Linked DNA regions of Sus scrofa: all the other regions are linked to region 2. Evidence: chromatin contacts called from public Hi-C and HiChIP or PLAC-seq data. All regions are on one chromosome and are shown on one strand. The core of a region is the stretch at or near the end of the contact, and the rest is flanking DNA. Distances in the headings are between cores, read along the strand shown.

Region 1 (4,158 bases), core at 294-2,793, 59 kb before region 2:
ATAACAGGCATTTGTCTGTGCCCATTTGATTAATCCCCCTTAGGAGGTAGAGACGGGGTTTCTTCGCTCACACTACATATTCCACACCCAGGGCCCATAATAGATGCTCTATTCTGTGGAATGAATGACTGAACAAATATAACAAAGGAAAAAGCGCGGACGCACACAAACATACAGGCAATTTTGCAATGTGCTAAACCCAGCCCTTTGTTCTCTGCAGGTTCTGCAAGAAGCTGTCACCCTGTGTCCGCGCTGTGCCCAGCACCACTCAGGCACGAGAGCAAAGAACAGCAGAACAGGGAGTGACATTGGCCACCTGGGCTTGGGTCCAGGGTCCACCAGCCATGGCCAGAGACATCAAATTGCTAATAATTTTGTGTTTACTTTGTGCCAGAGACTACTTTAAATACTTCCCAATGCAGGCGTTCCTGTGTGGCTCAGCGGGTTAAGAACCCAAGATAGCAGCCATGAGGATGCGGGTTCGATCCCTGGCCTTGCTCAGTGGGTGAAGGATCCAGCATTGCCACAAGGTTCGGGTAGGTCACAGATGCCGCTGTGGCTGTGGTGTAGGCTGGAAGCTGCAGCTCAAATGGACCCGTAGCCTTGGAACGTCCATATGCTGCAGGTGCCTCAGTAGAAAGAAAAAAAATTATTTCCAATGTATTACTTCATTGAATCCTCCATGCCAGTCAAATAAAGTGGGTACTATTCCCATTTTTCAGATGTGTAAACTGAGGCAAAAAGTGCTTTAGGACCTGCCCAGGAACTCCCAGCTGGCTAGAGCAGATGCAGTGGTCCAGCCCCTTGAGGGAGGGCTGGGGCTGTCTCCTGGGGTCTCTCCCAGTCTCCCAACCACTGACCTATCTCTCTTCCCGCCCAAGCCCATATGAATGCGTCCTGGAAAATCCACTTCCTACCGTAGCTCTGTCACCAGCCCACCTTCCTGGGTCTTCCTGGGAAGGCCACCACCTCGTGAAACGCCTTTCTAAACCTCTCCAAGTAGAGATCTCCAATCTCGCTGCAAACTCATTCCAGTGCAGGGCAGTTCCACCCCCTGCCCCCCACTCGCCATTCTCTGAGTGTCTCTCAATCACCTCCTTCCACTGGCCAAGGGTCAGCCTCCAGAGGACACCGCATCCAGACGCAAACCCCACAAGTCACCATCATCCCCTCGCGGAGGCCCTAGACCACAGAGGGACCCAGAAAGCCTGGCCCACCAGCTGCAAACTGCCCTCTGTTGGCAACACTGGCTAAAAAGAGCCCTGGGACAGACTCCTTACTCTCTTGCAAATCCAGGGCTGTGGACGCCAGGGAGGCGCGGCCGCATTTCCCAGCCTGGTTTGGGTCCCGGGGGAGACCAGAGTCCTGGAAGTCAGGAGACCAAGTAATGGCAGTCATTCTTCTCGATTAAGTCGCATTTTTGAGAACCGAAACTCCAGGATTACTGACGGTAGGGGAAGCAATACTCAGTGTCCCAGCCCACAGAAGCTGCGGCCGGTGGACGGTGCATCCGAGTTCCGAGTCACCCCCCCGTCCAAGTCGCCCCGGGTGCCGGGGAGCGGGAGCGCGCGCCCCCTAGCGGACCGTAGAGGGGACGCCGGGGAGGGAGGCGGAGCAAGGGGAGGACGACGAGTGGCTCCCAGAGCCGGAAGTGGAGGATGGTGAGAGGCTGAAACCTAACATCTGGTGGAGGATTGCCTTCTCCACGACAGGACCTCACTTAACGTCCCCTCCAAGCCACTGGGAGTGTGCCTGAAACAGTGAGTTGACTAGGGTTGAAGGTTAAGTCCGGACTTACTAGGCTAGTGGGCTGTCACTGGTTAGTGATGAGCAAAGGGAAGGCAGAGGGCGGGCACGTGTGCCAGGTCTTCACCTTTCTGGTCTGAGCTGCTCCAGAGCCAGATCCCAGAATAACTCTGTCTCCGTGAGCCTCTGGCCCCTGGGAGTCAGAAACAATTTCCCTCTTACTGTTCAACCAGGCGGAGGAGAGTCCTCAGCTGAACCTGTCAGCTAAGGCCCCTTCCTGGAGCCTCATGGAAATCTCTCATTTTGAGTTTTAACACCCCCTGGACAGTCCGCTCCCATCTGACCCAGCAATGACCAGGACACCTCTCTTAACCACACTTGACCCAAGAACGACCTACATGGCTGCCAGGCAACCAGGCAAGCCGGCTGAGCCGGGAAGACAGCCCCCATCCCTCTCCCCCCACCCTTCCATCTCCTTCTCACCTCCTTTCCTGCCATCTGCCAAAAAAAAAAAAAAAAGTCAGTCTTCAAAAACAAATCCTGAAAAACGAGTGACTGAAAAATCAAGTTAAGAGGAAAGTAGCACTAATTTTACCCCTTAGGCTTAGAACACTGACGGGTCCAGGGGAGTAGAAACGGGGTGGGGGGTCGTGAGCAAGATGTTTGAAGGGCAGAGTCCAGTCCCAGTTCTGCCAACCCCCCTGGACCTGAGTGTCCCCACCTGCAGGAGGAGGAAACTGGCCTCCAGAGGGCGCCAGACCTCACCTGCTCCCACCTGAGGTCCTGACCCCCAACCCAGGGGCTGTCTCTAGGTGTTGGAGGGAAGGGCTGAGGGATCCCAGAACTCCCGGCTTCGATTCAGGCAGTTTCCAGATGAAATTTTATTTAAACAAGAGGTTCTATAAGGGGAAAAAATAGTATTAAATATTTCATACAAAGAGTATACATAACCAGGAATTCCATGCTCTGGTTTCTCTTCATATCGTATAAATCTTTCGCCTTTTACATAACCAGGAATTCCCATCATGGCACAGAGGAAACGAATCTGACTAGGAATCATGAGGTTGCAGGTTTGATCCCTGGCCTCACTCAGTGGGTTAAGGATCCGGCGTTGCCACGAGCTGTGGTGTAGGTGGAAGATTTGGCTCAGATCTGGCATTGCTATGGCTGTGGCATAGGCCGGCAGCTGTAGCTCCAATAGACCCCTAGCCTAATTAGACCCCTCCGATTAGAACCTCCATATGCCTCGGTTGTGGCCCTAAAAAGTGAAAAAGAAAAGAAAAAAAAGAGTTTATACAACCTATAAGTAAATGATAAAGAAAAATGATAAAATGCACATCTGTATGCCCCCCACACAGCTTAAGAAACTTTCTTTAGTTTTCTAAAGCTTTAAAATTTTTAATTTTTAATTTTTAATTTTTGTTCTGATTTAAATGTAGTATTTGTCCACTGTAGAAATCTCACAAGATCTAGAATACTGAGGAAATTAAAATTCCCATGATCCCATTACCTTACCGCTAATGTTCTCCTAATAATACTTTCCTGTTTGTTCTGGATGTATTGTTTTTCTGAAATTGAAGTCCTATTATACAGATTGTTCCCTTTTTTCATCATGAACACTTTCCTTGGACCAGTTAATTTCTTTTTTCTTTTTTTGGCCACCCCCACAGCATTTGGAAGTTCCCAGGCCAGGGATCAAACCTGGGACAACACCAGATCCTTAACCTACTGTGCCACAAGGGAACTCCTGGACCAACTAATTCCTTAGTATCCTTCTACTTCCAAGAAAATGACCCCCAAATAACCTAACTTTTGAACAGAGAGTTGTTTTTCCAAAAAGAAGCAGAAGCGGGAATTGATATATGGGGGAACTCTCTCGTCTGGCTTCCACCTGAAACATAAACTCAATTAAGAGTCTGATGAAGCACATCCTGTTGTGTTTCTGGCACAGGGAAGTATCTGATGCATAAATGTTGATTGATGATCGCTTCTCCCGAGGCCGAAAGCATCTCTGGAGATAAGAGGGAAAACAGAAGCCAGAGCTTTCGTGATAAACAAAGATGCCTGAGAAGCCTCCTCTGCAGCCCAAGCCAAGTTCTGGGTACAGGGTGGGTTTTCAACACGTACCAAGAATGCTTATTGCCTGTGCCTTGTCACTGCAGATTTATTTAACCATTATTTGTGCACAGGCTAAGGTAAAGTGTTGGATGCTTGTGGGGGGGGATGAGGAAGTTGGCAGGGGCGTCATTTAGGAGTTAATGATGTAGCGCAGAAGGGAGGACAAGCAGAGAAATGACTCTATCATGTAGGAGCCCCTTTGTGGCTCAGCTCCCTGTGCACAGGAGGTGTTCAAGAACATTCTACTACACAGCCATGCAAGAATCACAGATCTAAGATCCTACCGCTGGAAGG
Region 2 (4,037 bases), core at 80-2,579:
AAAAAAGGAAAAAAAATTTTTTTAAAGATGGAAGAGAAAGGAATTCAAGGAGGGAGATGTGGTCAGATTACATTTGAAGTGTCAACATGTGAGCGAAGACGTGGAAAAACGTGGAACGGACCTTTGGATAGAAGGGTCTTGAGTCCAGGGAGATGTCCAGCTACAAAATCGGGAGTCATCTGCTTAGAGACGGTACTTAAAGCCAAGAGCGGAGAAGAGATCAAGAAGGGAGTGAACCTGGATAGAGAAGGCGTCCGGACACGGAGCTCCAAGCACCCCCAACATTTCAAAAGAAAGAGGAAATCCCCTTGATAATCTAAAAAATCCTACTGCACAGCACAGAAAACTCTATTCGATGTCCTACACAAAACCGTAATGGAAAAGAATATTTTTAGAGCATATATAAACATATATGTATGTACGTACAACTCAATCCCTTTGCTATACAGCAGAAATTAGCACAACATTGTGAGTCAACCATATTTCAATTAAAAATCTGGGCGGAAAAAAAAAAAGAAAAAAGAACATCCTCCTGGCTTTTTATCAAAACGGCATCCATCACCTTCAAGCTGCCTTGAGCCTCCATCTCTGCTCACACTCAGCCCCCCTTCCCTCTTCATCCTACCAAGCAAACCTCCCTTTCCATTTTACTATTTCTTTCTAAACCCAAAGCCTAGAATCGCCTCTCCCTCCCCATCTAGTTCCCTCCCTTCTGGGTCCCCTTCCACTCACCCTTCCCCCAGAGCCTTCCCTCGCTGGTAATGCTTTCTGGAAGGTGACCGTGCAGGAGCGAGTATTCACCAGCTCTCCTGAGCAACCAGGGCTCCTCTGCTTTTCCCTGACCAGCAGGGGCCATCAGGTTGTCCCTCTTGAGGGATCAGCCCCAGGATGGTCAGGAGTTAAGCCTGGTGCTGGGTTCATCAAGGGCACCATGCTCCATATTTCTGTTGGCCACTGTGAGCCCTGCATCCCTGCATGAGGGGGTGAGGGAGTGAAATACTCGGGCTCGTGCCTGGAGGGAACTACTTAGAAACGCGGTTGGTTTTTCAGCAGGACGCCTTGCTGGCCTCTCTCCCTCTCCCAGCTACTTTCTCCCGCCACATAGACTCTCCCTCTGGGCAGATTCAGGCTCCACTTACCTGACAGCTGGAAGAGGAGGGGGAGGAGCATCAGCAGGTACATTTTCTCTGCTTGCGGGTCCTCCTCAGCGGAGCCTGTCAACAGGAACCAAGAGTAGCCTCCTTCATCTTCCAGCCCTTCTGTTTTCGCTCACTCTCACACTGTACTTCCTCCTTCAGACCCTTCCCACTGATTAATCAAGCTAAAAGAGGAAGAAGTGGGATGGGTGAAACTTCAAGGCAGTTAGCAATGCAAGAAGTGATAGCGAATAAGCTTTTGAGAAACACCTCCCTGTCCGGAGCCACGACAGTTTCTCTAAAAGGAGAACTTCCTGGTCCCTTCATCGTCTTGAAGTTTGCAGACCCACTGGGTCCAAGTGGTTCTTATTCGAGCCTTCTCCCCTGGTGGGAAGACACAGGCAGGTGGAACTCAGCTCCAAGACTGATGGACACGATGCTCTAAACGTGGAATTTCAAGTGTCACCAAATTTTCGAGAGCCTGGAAGGTCAAGAGCTCCCCACTCTATTACAGGGGGCTTGGGCTGATTTCTGATGTGATCCTCTCCACGGGCCGCTATTTCTACTATTTAAAAAAAAAAAAAAAAAAAAAAAAAAAAAGAACATGACCACACTTGTGGCAAATGGAAAGTCCTCAGCCAGAGACTGAATCCAAGCTGCACCTGCAGCAATGCCAAATCCTTTCACACACTGCGCCGGGCTGGGGATCGAACCCGCGCCTCTGCAGAGACCAGGGGGAGCTCCAGGGCCACTATTTCTTAAAAGGCCAGTACGAGAGCTTCATCCTGCCCCTGCCTCCAGGTAGGATCAGATCTGAAATGCTGAACCTTGTCACCCTGGACCGTGTCCTCACTGATTCAGAAAAGTTCCCAAGAAGATGGAACAGTTTTCATACAGCAGAAGCAGAAAGGGATGAGAACTCTTCACCCTGGAAAGGCAAAGGATAAAAGGGGAAAGTATGAGAATCTCTTACATCCTTTAGGAAATGACCAAGGCGGACATGGATGGACCAACGGACCCCTCACATTCTGGACTGTTCTCTCCAGGAAGCACTTCTTCCAGCTTGAGGAAGTCGAGATGTAAATTATTAAAGCCGCTGCACACAACAAACAAATGGGGCCTTTTACCCCAGGAGGAAATACATGCCGAAGGGAATTTGGTTTGGAAAGTGGGGGTGGGGAATCATAGTCAGAGGATGTCCAAAGTCAACATCAGGGACAACCCCATGTTTGTCCTGACACCGACCAAGGTCACTGTCAGAGCAAACGGTGCAGGTGCGCACGGGTCTGACCCAAGGAGCTCCTTACCACCTGCATGCTTTTACAGGTTGGATGTTTTATGCCCTTATGTTTTTGCAAGTCCAACTAAAGCTGGCATCTCCCAAGCCACTCTGGTGACCTTGAATGCTTGACTTTGGAAAGTGGTGACCCTCCACTTTGAAACCAAGGCATTTTCACTCCCACTCATTCATTCATTCACTCATTCATCGAGGACCCACTGGGTATCGGCCTCTGGGTGCAGGTGTATTTCCTCTCTGTGGCTAATGATTTTATTTCAAATATAGCACCTGAACTTTCAGCGAATTCTCCCCACTACTTCCTCCAAGTACAGAAGTAGCCAGTCCAGATTTCCCTTCGTGGCTCAGCGATTAACAAATCCAACTAGGGGAGTTCCCGTCGTGGCGCAGCGGAAACAAATCCAACTAGGAACCATGAGGTGCAGGTTCGATCCCTGGCCTTGCTCAGTGGGTTAAGGATCTGGCATTGCCGTGGCTATGGTGTAGGCTGGCAGCTGTAGCTCCGATTAGACCCCTAGCCCGAGAACCTCCATATGCCACAGGTGTGGCCCCAAAAACAAAAAAAAAAAAAAGAAGAAGAAGAAGAAGAAGAAGAAGTAGCCAGTCCCTTCTTTCCCAGACTCTGCTTTCCTTTAAAATGTTGTCGCCTCCAAGGCCAAGGGCAAATTCTTTCCAAGGCATATAACCAGACATCTTGATTTTTTTTTCAGTCTATAGACTTGCCCACCCAGGAGACTCATTGCATGAAATCCAGGTCTTCCAAGAAGCAGGTGCCAAAGAGAATTAAATGTGCAAGGATTTTATTCGGGGAAACATCTGCAAGAGGAAGGGGTGGGAGCCAGGAGAGGCGGGAGAGCCCACGGACCACGACACAGGTCTGACCCCAGGCAAGGGAGGCAGAGCAGGAGGGTTGGATAGAAATGTCTGAGACTACTGTGAAGTCTCTGGAAATTTCTGTAAAACCATGAGAGAGTCCTTGAGCCGAAGCTGGACTTTGGTGTCTCTGGGGACACTCCTGCCTCAGTGTCCCTGCCACGCTCCACCTTCAGCCTCGGTACAAACACAGCAGTGGGAGACGGCAGAGCACAGGCATTGGGGACTCAGTCAGGGACACCCCCATGATCAGAGGTGAGAGGCACCTTCGCAAGGTCACCTCACCTCAGATGATATTTTGGGGGGCCACACCCACAACATGCAGGTGTTCCTGAGCCAGAGATGATTCTGAGCCACATCAGCGACAACGCCTGATCCTTAACCCTCTGAGCCACCAGGGAACTCCAACACTTATTACCTTGGGGTGAGACAAGTTTTGCTTCCATACCATCTTCAGTGGTTTCAATAGGAAAGCCAGAGTTTGGCACGTGTGTGTGAGTATATGTCCGTGTGTTGATGTGTGGTGTGTGCACACATGTGTATGTATGTTTATTATTTATTTATTTGTTTGTTTATTTTTGTCTTTTTGTCTTTTCTAGGGCCGCATCCGCAGCTTATGGAGGTTCCCAGGCTGAGGGTGGAATCGGAGCTGCAGCCATTGGCCTACACCACAGCCACAGCAACATGGGATCCAAGCCGTGTCTGTGACCTACACCACAGCTCACGGCAAC
Region 3 (3,667 bases), core at 609-3,108, 42 kb after region 2:
CAGGCTACGCCCAAAGAGAATAGCAGGAGCCAGTTCCTTCTGTCCAGCTTCCTCTCCTGTCTCAGAGGTCAATACGGGGGAGCAGTCTGGAGCTAAACATTCCTCAGATTCCTGAGGGGAAAGAGTGGCAAGGTGAACTCCGCAAAGAAGGCTGGACCGACCTCCACAAGGGTGGGCAATGGGACTCCCCAAAAGGAAAACTACAAGTAAAAATACCCGCCTACAGCACCAACCTCCTCATCCACCAGACATCTGCCAACAAGCCCCAGAGTCCCACCCTGCAACTCAGTCCCGGCCTTTCAAACAGCAGACATCACACCAACCCATCGGCTCAGGTTTATGACACACTAACATTTAGTCTCTAAGAATCGAGCCCAGTCACTGGCCAGAGGAACGGTACTCATTGATAAATAACTACACGAGAAAATAATACCTTTTTTTCCTTGCACACATTTGGTTTACATACAATTATTCCTGGCCAAAAGGCCAAGAAGGAAGCTGAGGGGGTGAAAGGAGGAAACAGGGGGATGGGTGACTTTGGTTTTCACTTTTTTCCTGTAACTACTTCTCACATCAATGTTTCTCCCTCTTAGAGAAAACAACCCCTGAGAACTGGGCTAAGGCAGGCTGACCTCCTCGCTGTACCTTGGACAGCTGGCCTGTGCCCAGTGTCAGGTGAATGATTACCTAGGCACATGCTCCGGGGTGTAGGGTACCAGCACCACCTTCTTTCCCAGAAGCAAGGTGTTCTGATTTAACCTCATGGTAGCAGCCTGTGGGGGGGAGGGCAAAGATTTCAGGACCCTGAGTTTCCTTCCACTTAGAGTAGGCGGGAGCCCCAGTTCTTAATTCACTAAATGCCTCCTGAGGCTAAGTTATTAGAAGAACCTCCATCTTTCTTTCTTCCTTTTTTTTTTTTTTTTTTTTTTTTTCCCCTTTTTAGGGCCGCACCTGCAGCATATGGAAGTTCCCAGGCTAGGTGCTGAATCCAAGCTGCAGCTGCCGGCCTACACCACAGCCACAACCAAAACAACGCAGGATCCGAGTCGCATCCACAGTTCAGGGCAACTCCAGATCCTTAACCCACTGAGCCAGGCCAGGAATGGAACCCGCAACTTCACGGATAGCAGTTGGGTTTGTTACCGCTGAGCCACAACGGGAACTCTCCGTCTTTCTTTCCAAACATTTCAGAGGACACGACTCCCCTTGCAAGAAGGGGAACCAAGCTGGTTAAAGATAATTAAACAATCCTGGGCTCGCATGCCAAGGCGCCAAGCATGGGCTGCCTTTTCTGCCCATCCTTTCCACCCCATCTCCCAGAACGTCCATGCCTCACACCTTAACAGCAAGACTTGTCAACAAAATTCCCCTTGCTTGCCCCAGTCTTGAGACTCCACCCAGAATCAATTTCCAGCCCTGTCTTAAACCTATTTCCCAGCGACCACCCCACTAGGCTCCCGCCCTCCCTCTTCCTGCCCCCCAAGCCGTCTGGGCCTCCCCGGCCGCGCTAGGGTGAGACAGGCCCAAGGCCTCAGTCCCTTCCCCTTTGTGAGGAGTTATAGGCTCCTCTTCTCGAACTCCCGCAACCACTGAAGCCCCGGGACGACCAAGTTCACACCCACTCCTCGTAAGAAGAATGAGTCCCCAACAGGCGTCAAACGCCTCTTCCACCCAGCCCCGCTTTCCTACCTGGCTGACGGCCTTTCCTCCCGCATGCGCGTAGCACCGCACCCCGCCCTCTTCCGCCACGCAGACGGCAGCCGCCGGGGCCCAATCCCGGTCCCGCCTCCGCGAGGAGTCCAATCAGCGCTGCGCGCCTCGCCCAATCAGCGCCGCGCGCCCCGCCCGAGGCGCGCGCAGAAAAGGTGGGCTCCCGGCGCGGGCGCATGCGCGCTGCAGGCGCTGGTGCGGGACAGCTGGCGCCGGCAGCAACCCAGGGGCTGGAGGCGGTGGCCGCGGCGGCTCGGAGCAAGCTGCGCTGCAGGTGTCGGGCCGGCCGGAGGGTGGGATGGACTGGGGTCGTGCCGGACTCGAGGCTTCTCTAGGAGGGGGGAGAAAATGGGGGAGAGGATCGGAGGAGGGCTCTTGAGAAGACGGGCAGTGCGGGGAGCCCTAAGGCAGGTCGGGGGACGTGGAGTGGAGGCCTCGTTAAGAAGGAGAGGCTTTGGGGCAAGAGTTGGGTTGTCGGCGACCTAAGAAAACCTCCAACTCTTTGCCCTAGGCGGAGGAGGCAGACAGTCACTAGCTGCCCTGGGTGGTAGTGAGCTCGCTGTTCCGGCATCAAATGGGGTTATCCAGAGTGTGTAAAGGGGACCCTTGTAGTGGGTGAGACTTAGTGGCTTCTGAAGCGTCCTAAATCACTTGGAGTCTGAGCGGCTTGGAATACATTCATGCCTGCACAGCAAGGAGAAATTTAGAAGAAACTACTCAGCAAGGAGAAAGTTAAAAGAAACCACTCAGTCATCATACAGGGAGACCCTTCCCTCCGGGCTGTCTTGTGACAGATATCGAGGCTGTAAATGTCTGATTAAACGATGGGAAGGGAGCGGCTCTGCAGACATCCCCCCACCCGCATTTAGGTCCATCAGAAAGTTGAAGCCTGCTCTTTTCTTAGGGAGCCGCAGCAGCCGCCGCCACCACCGCCACCATCACCGCCACCACCACCACCGCACAGAGGGGAGCTTGGCTACCGAGGGACCCTTCTTCACCTTTGGAAATGGCGGGTGAAATCACCGAGACCGGAGAGCTCTATTCTCCCTACGTGAGTTTTACTTTGGGAGCCTGTCTTGCCTACATCGGTGCCTCTGGCTTCTAGAGAAGCACGCTGCTTCCTGTGGACTGTAATTGTGAGCCCAGCGCTTTCAGAGCTGGAGTCTGGGGACCCCATCCAGCAGTAGCCACGGTGACCATATTGTGAGAGGCAGGTTTGGTCCCTGTTTGAGTGTCCATCAGAGAGTGGTCAAGAAAACCAAACTGCCTCTTGCTAGCTCTTTATGGTATTTATCTCAGGACTGCCACCATTTTCAGCCCATGCGGCCAGTTCCTATGGACAGTGGCTGTTGGCCGTCGACTCTGGGTTTTGCTCATCTTAGCAGTCTGCAACCACTATGGTTCTTAGCTGAATTTTAAGTTGCACAACTTTTATAGTCTTGGATGGCGTAAGAGGCAGAGAAAGCTCACAGAGACCTCCAATGCAGTTTGGTGCAGTCTGTAATTAGAACAATTAGAATGATTGATTTCTCCCTCTCTTGGGTCTGTGTTACCCCTCGCACACACACGTTCAGTTTATCTTCTTTGTGTAGTAGAAGATTGGTCACGATTACATCACGGATAAGTAGCAGGAAGACTGGAATAATCGAATGATTGATTCCTGTTGCTGCCAAGGATCCCAAGGAAAGGCAGCACTGCCTTAAGCAGCCAGAGTCCTCCTTCTAGAAAGTGCCCAACCTGAAACAGCTGCCCTGCTTTGCACTTACCTTTCTGGCCTGGGGATCCCTGATCTGTTTCTGCTAGCCAGCCTCACAGACTCCAGAGCTGTGGGGTGACAGCTAAGGAGACATGGCTGAGAACAGCAGGTCCAAACTCTTCCTCCCACTAGGTCTTCCGGCTGGATCTGTGCCTTGCCTGTGTAGCACCAGGGGCACCTCCTCCATCTCTGTAATTTATG

The links. Hi-C and Micro-C count contacts between places; a contact is called where the count stands out from the background. HiChIP or PLAC-seq counts read pairs in DNA pulled down with a chosen protein or histone mark.
Region 1: a Hi-C map of alveolar macrophages shows a contact between it and region 2, with 3 times the contacts expected there. The contact joins the promoter of LOC102159509 here to the promoter of CD300LF in region 2. A contact is called at or near these places in 1 of 5 promoter capture datasets (liver), 22 of 47 Hi-C or Micro-C datasets (alveolar macrophages, blood, brain and 11 more) and 2 of 2 datasets of contacts at active chromatin or transcription factors (alveolar macrophages and skeletal muscle).
Region 3: a contact with region 2 is called in an H3K27ac HiChIP or PLAC-seq map of alveolar macrophages. The contact joins the promoter of TMEM104 here to the promoter of CD300LF in region 2. A contact is called at or near these places in 2 of 47 Hi-C or Micro-C datasets (alveolar macrophages and epiblast stem cells) and 2 of 2 datasets of contacts at active chromatin or transcription factors (alveolar macrophages and skeletal muscle).

Annotation. Positions count from the first base shown.
Region 1 is chr12:6,557,082-6,561,239 of Sscrofa11.1, reverse strand. LOC102159509 (CMRF35-like molecule 6) reads right to left here and starts at 1,543. Exons shown (of 8, transcript XR_002337002.1): 1 at 1,281-1,543.
Region 2 is chr12:6,498,444-6,502,480 of Sscrofa11.1, reverse strand. CD300LF (CMRF35-like molecule 1) reads right to left here and starts at 1,329. Exons shown (of 9, transcript XR_001299760.2): 1 at 1,140-1,329. All of the region lies in intron 1 of RAB37 (ras-related protein Rab-37), which reads left to right.
Region 3 is chr12:6,457,770-6,461,436 of Sscrofa11.1, reverse strand. It overlaps TMEM104 (transmembrane protein 104), which reads left to right and starts at 1,858. Exons shown (of 10, transcript XM_003131226.4): 1 at 1,858-1,984; 2 at 2,615-2,761. The coding sequence starts at 2,717. It overlaps NAT9 (N-acetyltransferase 9 (putative)), which reads right to left and starts at 1,697. Exons shown (of 7, transcript NM_001195360.1): 1 at 1,690-1,697; 2 at 688-773. The coding sequence starts at 764.